Regions from separate parts of the Sus scrofa genome. Here region 1 is linked to region 2. A link is a contact called in public HiChIP or PLAC-seq data. All regions are on one chromosome and are shown on one strand. Each heading gives the region's core, a stretch centred on a gene start, on an enhancer-like site or on the middle of the called end of the contact. The rest is flanking DNA. Distances are from core to core; before and after follow the strand shown. Region 1 overlaps TPRG1 (tumor protein p63-regulated gene 1 protein). Region 2 overlaps LPP (lipoma-preferred partner).

The links. HiChIP or PLAC-seq counts read pairs in DNA pulled down with a chosen protein or histone mark.
Region 1: an H3K27ac HiChIP or PLAC-seq map of alveolar macrophages shows a contact between it and region 2. The contact joins two enhancer-like sites. A contact is called at or near these places in 1 of 47 Hi-C or Micro-C datasets (embryonic fibroblasts) and 1 of 2 datasets of contacts at active chromatin or transcription factors (alveolar macrophages).

Annotation. Positions count from the first base shown.
Region 1 is chr13:126,781,835-126,785,484 of Sscrofa11.1, forward strand. The region is part of intron 4 of TPRG1 (tumor protein p63-regulated gene 1 protein); the gene reads left to right. Among named protein-coding and RNA genes, the nearest start is that of TPRG1, 250 kb to the left of the region's middle. Within about 2 kb of position 1,932, at least 3 of the 83 cell types and tissues checked have an H3K27ac peak or open chromatin away from gene starts, as enhancers often do. A contact at or near this core is called in alveolar macrophages, where this site is marked.
Region 2 is chr13:126,027,510-126,031,565 of Sscrofa11.1, forward strand. The region is part of intron 3 of LPP (lipoma-preferred partner); the gene reads left to right. Among named protein-coding and RNA genes, the nearest start is that of LPP, 250 kb to the left of the region's middle. Within about 2 kb of position 1,897, at least 7 of the 83 cell types and tissues checked have an H3K27ac peak or open chromatin away from gene starts, as enhancers often do. A contact at or near this core is called in alveolar macrophages, where this site is marked.

The DNA.
Region 1 (3,650 bases), core at 682-3,181, 750 kb after region 2:
GAGAGCCCCTCAGGGGGTGGACCTCTTGTTAGTGCCTGCCTTCTGCCTGGTGTGCTGGAGGACTAGAGCTATTCAATAGCCCTTCAGTGGTTTTGTGGGAAAGAGAGAAGGATGGAGTGTGCTCAGAGTCTTCTCTTTTGTGTAAGCTTTTAAAATAGCCTCTTGCTTATGGTACTATGGTAGGGAGAGCACAACTGCCTGACTGCACGGGGAAAGTACAGTGGGAGAAGCAGCTAGATGGAATGTACCTAGCCTAGGTGGGGGTCTCAAAGACCTGGATTCTCACCTTGACCCTGCCGTTCATACTAGAAGCATGTCACTTGACTGGGGCTTGGTTCCTCCCCATGTAAAGTAGGGGATAATAACCATCTATGTGAAAACATTCACACATTGCAAAGAAATCGTGGTATTCCAGCATGTGATGTGGCTTCTCCTTACCCCTCCTGCTAGAGCTCCTGCTCCTCTGAGTTTCCTTTGCTTTGCTCATGATGACTTCCTTCCTATTTCATAAAGCATGATGGATGCCTTCTCATGGACATTCTTTTCCAGGGGAAAAGTTGACCTTTGCATTTTCTGCAATCAGCTGGAGCAGTATGAAACTTCAGGGTAGGAATTCCCTTACTCAGGAAAAAAAATAGTCTTTGTGGATTCAAAAATGAATGTTTCCAGGTTTATCCTCCCCATATTTTATGGGGACATTTAGTACTATATTGGTACATGCTAAAGGCATAGTGAAGAAATGAATACATATTCCTGAGAGTCTTTTTGTGTGTGTGTGTTTATGTGTGTGTGTGTGTGTGTGTATGTTCCAAAGAATTGTCCTTTCTTTGTGACTTGTGCTTTTCCTTCACCAAATAGCAGGAAATGAAAAGCTGGTAAGAGGGTCTTCTTTAAGGGCATTGGATAGATGCCTGGGGCTTCTTTTCCTCAGCCCTGGGGACGGTGGGTTGGGAATCCAGTCACCTGAGTTTGTGGTCTTGTGGACTTGTATTGTCATTATCCAGTCTTATTACCCCACATCGACTCTTTCATGGGGGATTTCATCCCATATCTCAGAGAACCATGTATCCCTTAAGAGCTGAATGCTTTTCTCAGGACTCCTGGTAGCTCTCACAGGGCCTGATACATGACTGGCTGCATGGAGTAGTGGGGAAAAACACGAACCACAGGAAGTCAATTCAGGGGACAGGAACAGGGAAGGTTTATGGACATCGGGTTTTTATTAGAATGCTGTGTTTACTTGGAGGGTCCCCTATTTTAAACAACTTGGAGAGGCCCAGGGAAAGAGTAACCAAATGATTGAAAGAGTTGCATGTGGGTTATTTAGCTAAAGGTTTTATAAGACTTCACTTAACTCAGGGAGAGGGAAATTACTTTGCTTCAGTGCCATGCATTTTTCATCTGTTTGTGTTTGAATAGCAAACCCAAATTGGATTCTCTTTAGAGCCTGGAACCCAGTGGGTGCTCAGGGAATATGTGTGGAATGAATGATTCAGTGTTTTCCTCCCGAGTTGCTGATTCCTGGCTAGCCAATATACTGTCGTCTTCTTTCAAGGGCTGGGTTGTGCTAGGAAGCTAGAGGGTCACAGGAAAGAAGATTGATTTTTAAATCAAGTATAACCACTCTATTCAATATCAGGGAAGATATCTCACTGAGTGGTATGCGCACATGTACGGCCTACACACGTGTGCATGCATGTGCATACGTGTCCGGGGGAATGATAGAAGAAAATATTTGGGGGAGAAAAATTATTTCCAAACCACAAATTGATTTGACACAGCCTGAAAAGAGCAACTGAAAGTATTGTTAGGCCTAGGGCCACTGGGAAGCATCTGGGAAGATTTGAGTAACTGGGGGGTTAGGGGGTGGTCCTGGAAACTTCCTCAGATGGGTCCCGCCTGTCATTGCTAGTTCGCTGTTGCCCTCTGCTGGCGAAACTGTTGTAATCCCAGGAAACTGCAAATCTCCTGGAGCAACTAGGTTCCCAGTTTCCATGAGGAGGTCTAGGTTCCCTCCCTGTCAAAAGGGTGATGAAGGGAGAGCTGAGGATGAATGGATGTGTGGTGGAAGGGTGTGGCAAATCGTCTGCCAGGAAAGACAGGCTCTCATAACCGAGAAGATGAATCTTATTATTCTAATATTTTTATTCCGTACTCTGTTGATTTGCTAAGACCTTGCTCTCTCTTTGGCTCTGTGCTGGGCACAGTAATGGACCCAGATAGGACTCAGGTGCTGTCTTTACCCCCAGAGGGCCTCTCATCAAATGTGGGAGAAAGAGAAGGACAAGTACAGGAAATTGTGACTAAGACCACAATGGAAGCACTGATAAAGGCTTTTGTGTATTTAAAGGCAAGAGATGACATCTACTTGAAGGTGAGGGACGTGAGGGGAAGGTGCCATTAAATAGGTAGCATTTAAGCTGGGAACTTGAAGGATAGTGATTTTTTATTTCAAAATATCTCTTTTCTCATAAAACTAGAATGTTTATCATAAAAATTAAACTCTGGCTAAAAAAAAAAAGCATGAGAAGAAGTGAAAGTCATTGGAAATCCCATCACTCAGAAAAAATAAGTATTAACATTTTCATCTATGTACTTTGTTGTTGCTACAAAATTGGAATTATACTGAAGGTAATATTTTGTATTCTGCTTTGTCTCACTTTATGGCATGAACATTATCCCAATGTTACTGATTTTTTTAAAAATGTGCTATTTTATGGGGGCATATTTCAATGTGTAAACCCGAGTATAGGATTCTTCAAGCAGAATGAGGCAAAGCATGTAGGTTGCATTTCACAGAGATGATTAATTCTTCATTAATTTTTCATTAATTCATTTCAGAAGCATTTTTTGGGTACCTATTGCCTTGGAGACACAAAGCAAAGAACTGACTCTGTGAAGTGTACAGTGTAGGAGACTGACATTAATTAGGTAATCATAGAAGTAACTATAAAATTGCATCTGAGATAAGTACAGTGAAGGAGAAATGTGCTGTTCTAAAGTCTATATTAGAAAGAAGAGAAGTGGTCACAGAGATCTGGAAAAGTGTAATGCCACAGAAAGGAGTAATTGAGCTCAGCACTATAGGCGCTAAGTAGGTACAGTAGATCAGGAAGAACATGGTCAGCAAAGGGAACAGCATGTGCAAAGTCCCTTCAGTAGGAGCAGGCATCGTAAGTCCAAGAAACTGAAAGAAGATCAAGGAGAAGGGCGTGCAGAGGCCTGGCCTGAAATGAAGTTGAAGACATAGGTCAGACCTGACCCTGCAGAGCTTTTTAGACCAGGTGAGATTTTTTTCATTTCTCATAAGGGCTATGGAAAACAGTTGAACTTTTTGAAGCCAGAGTTGGTATGTGTGGGGGGCAGGGGGAGGCGGGTAAAAGGCCGGATGTGTTTTTTTTTTTAAAAGGTCTACCTCATTGCAGTATGGCGACAAGATTGGGAGGGAACTAAAGTTTATGCAGATCCATCAGGCCCAGGTGGCTAGTAACCCAAGCCCATGAAAAGGTGGTTGCAATAGTCCAGGCAGGAGATGTGGGCAGACTGGATTAAGATGGTGAAAATAAAGATGGAGAGACGTGGATGGTTTTGAGAGATGCTGGGGAGTAATATGTTTAGGACTTAGCATGAGAGGTGAAGAAATAGGATGA
Region 2 (4,056 bases), core at 647-3,146:
TTTGTTTTTTGTTTTTTGTTTTTTTTTTTTTTGTTTTGTTTTTGGCTTTTTAGGGCCTCAACTGAGTCACATGGACATTACCAGGCTAGGGGTTGGATTGGAGCTGCAGCTACTTTCCTACGCCACAGCTCATGGCAACGCCAGATCCTTAACCCACTGAGTGAGGCCAGGGAGGGAACCCTAGTCCTCATGGATGCTAGTTGGGTTTGTTACTGCTGAGCCATGATGGGAGCTCCCAAAGAAGGAGCATTTTTTTTTATTGAATTAGTATTATAGATAATAATGTAAGTGAACATTATGTAATGAAAACTATAAAGTAAACCAGTGATTTTTATTAATTTAAAAAGTCTTTTTTGTTTTCCAGATTATCAAATGAGGCAGAGAGATTTTAGAGATGTTAGTAATTATATCATTACAGGAAAATAATTAATTGATTTGCTAGGAATTTTATCTTGGGTCCTATTCATCTCTGGGATTCATATTTGAAATTTAGCCAGTCTCTTAAAATTGTGTTTACTCTTGGTCTATGTGTATAACTTTTTCAGGGAGAGGGTCCATATGTCATCAGATCCTCAAAGAGATGCTTAACTCCACTCATTAAGAAAGATAACCTCCCCTGTTTTAGAGGTCACCAGTCTCCCAAGCCATTTATATCAATGTTGGTTAAATGAAAGCCAGCTTTCCCTTTTCCTCTTGCCATATTAGGAGGTAGAGTCTAAAAAGAGAACTGAGAATTTGGTGGTGATGGAAGTGGGGGTTCTAATAATTACATTAAAAAATGCAATGACTGTACAATATAACATGTAGACACAATTATATCACAATATATGGTTTTGATAACATGTTCATATTTGTTTGCACATCTCCTCTGGGCAGTGCATTTATAAGGTGAGGCATAGAGATGGATAAGGCATGGGTTCTTTCCTCTGAGAGGGAGGCCACACAGATATTCATTCACATTTGATTATTGAGGCGATGGAAGTTCTGTGATGAAACTGCTTGTACCCGGTTCTACAGGTACAAAGCAATCAAGGAGATTCCTGAGTCCTTTATACTATAATATGCTTTCTATTGCCTGGCATGTAATTATTACCCATACATTTTTACTTATTCCTCTTATATGTGAATTTAAAATGTCATATTTGTTCTGCTTCCATTAATGCAGTTTTGAATGATGATTCATCAGTGCAGTGGCCTATTTTAGTGAACCACAATAGCTTGGGTAGAAAGAAAAAAAAAAAGATTCAACATACTCAGGAATGGAAAGCAGCCATCTTTTTATAGCTAAAATTGCAAACATCTGGCAATTACTCTATTCTACCTCCCTTCAAAAAAAGAAGAATCGTCCGTTCAACTGTGGAGCCTGCCACTGTGTTTAATCAAGGCAGCTATGCAAGCCTCAAGGAGCGATAGGTTTTGATTCAAGGAGGCCATTGCCTAACCCAGTTGGCCAGACTCTCTTTGGAAAATACACCATTTAATACTGCCCATATGCTACTGTGTTATGTAATGATAATAATGGTAATATGGCAATTAATGGCTGTAGAAAATCCGTATTTGCTTTCCTGCCCTAGCTCATTTGTGGTGTCTTTTATGATAGCTTTTATGTTTTTGCAACTTAACTGTTCAGGTCAAGTTTGCCTCTCTCCATCCTCTGGAGCTTTTCGTATTCCTGAGTCGAAGGTTCAGCTATATCAATGCAAGTCATACTTACTGATTTGATTTTTATTATAAACTGGTCTAGTAAAACGTTGAGGGAACAAATTCATTTCTTTTGAAAGCCTGACAGTGATCTTATAGTCAAAAAACAATCCACTGTGCCTATGATTCCCTCATACCCCACCCTTTTTTCTTATTATGATAATTGCTTGTGAAACTAGTTCTTCCCTCCCTGGCAAAAGTCAGCTCTGCTGGCAGGGGAAGTGAGAATGACGGGTGGTTTGCAATAAGGGCTGAGAGTCAGAACTTCTGCATTTTTCTCTTGGGGCCAATGCCAGCTTTCACTCTGGCCATGACCAATGTACTCACCTTTCTATTCCCCATTTACCTTTCTCTTCCTCTGAGCCACTGAAGGGGATAGGTGGACTTTTCCCTTCCCAGGTTCTGCCAACCTTGCTGTCACTGTTTGCGTTTGGCTCTAGGGTATCTTGGTCAATGATCATTATGTGAAGGGATGGAAAAGATGTAGTTTAAAAAAAAAAAAGTTTCAATGGCATGGCAATTTTCAAAAACAACCTCAAGTACTAAAAATAGGATGTTTTCTGGTGTTATAGTGTTAGCATTTTATGGTACTTGGAAATCATAGGCATGCAGTGGGGGCCATGAGCTTATTATACCCTTGCTTTTTATGCCTTTGGTAGAACTATGTTCAATACCAAAGCCACTGCCTTAGCTTTGATATTATAATTTTACTAAGCTGTCTCTCCTGCCAGTCTTCCCAAAATCCCACTGAATTTTGCAAACATTTCATTAACTTAACTGCAACTTTACAAAAGTTGAGATTGTGATTGGGGGGGGGGGTTCTGTTTAAAAACATATATAAAGGGAAGAAAAGAAGCAAGAACTCCTAATAACCTAAAATGCATATCTTAGTACAACTATTCCATAGAGACCTTGATGGAATAATGGTCTCTGGAATCTCAAAATGTGTGTCTCCCTTTCTCTGTCTGTATCCAGTAAATTACTGATAGTTCTAGCTTTTCTCCCTCATGAGCACATCTTAGAACTTGGACTTGTTATAGGCAATATTGTTGCCCAGTGCTTTTCTCCTTGATGACCTTCCTAAAGTGGAAGAGCCTGTGCCACTTTATGGCTGTGTTGTACTCTTACTTAAGGGCTTAAAAATCCACAAACTTTTTAGAACACAACCTGTGCTATATTGCAGAGGACTTTAAATGTCTCAGTAGTTCTCTACCTTCACGACATGCAAGAATCACCTGGGGAACTTTAAAAAAATGCTGAGACTTGGCCTTCACTCTCAGATAATTCTAATATAATTGGTCTAGGATAGGCACCTTTTCTTTTTTAAAAACATTTTCCAAGTCTTAGAACCACTGAGACAGTCCAATCTCTCCTCTGATACTTGAGTTCCTATCACGTCTAACAAGATGTTTTTCATGCTTTTCTTGAATATTTTTAGTGTGTGAAACTGAAACTGCCCTTTCTGTCTTTGGACAGTTCTGAGTTTTTGGAAAGTTTGTCTTTATTTTGATTAGAAATCTGCTCTCATAAAATGTGGACATATTTTTTAATCTTAGGAATTTATAATCTTTAGCCATGGAGTTTAGTTAGTACTTAAAGTTTTAAAAATGTGCCCTCAGGGAGGAAAAATCTGTAACAATCTGATCACATCGCTTGAATGGTAACCAGTTGTCATTAAATAGGACCTCTTCCTTAACCACTTTTGAGTTAGGAGTCTCTGGAAAGGAATGGTGAAGAACAAACAGAAAAACAAATTAAACAAATGTTTTTTCTAGGGAGGCATCATCAGAGTTACCTTGCCAACTAGCCAATTTGACCTCAAGAGCAGGAACTCTTCGCTGGTCACCATTCAATTCATGGTGTCTAACGTGGTTGAGGTGCAAATGAGGCATTCAATGACTACTTACTGAATAAATGATAAGTATGACATTTATTGAGGTGGCTCAAATTAAATATACAAACACTGATAGTTTTAAGCATAACAGCAGGTTAGAAAATACAGTGGGAGAAGGTCCCTTTTGCAGGGGAATAAAGCTAAAATGCCCAAATGCACACATTTAATAAGAGATATGAAACATATGTTCACACAATGAAAAAACAAACAAAATATAACCCTCAACTCTCTGGAAAAACATAAGTCTTGGTAGCAGTGTCCCTGGTATAGATCTGTCCTCTCAGGCAGCCATTAGATTGCTTTGGCTTTAACATATGGTGGAGGTGGGAATATGTTTTATTTGTAGGGTCACTTGTATTTCTTTTGGATTAAAAGATATTTTACTATATTCAGGTGAAACCTGCTGCACCCCAGGTCTACCTCTGGTCCTAGTTCTGCCCTTGAAGATTGCAAAGGAAAGT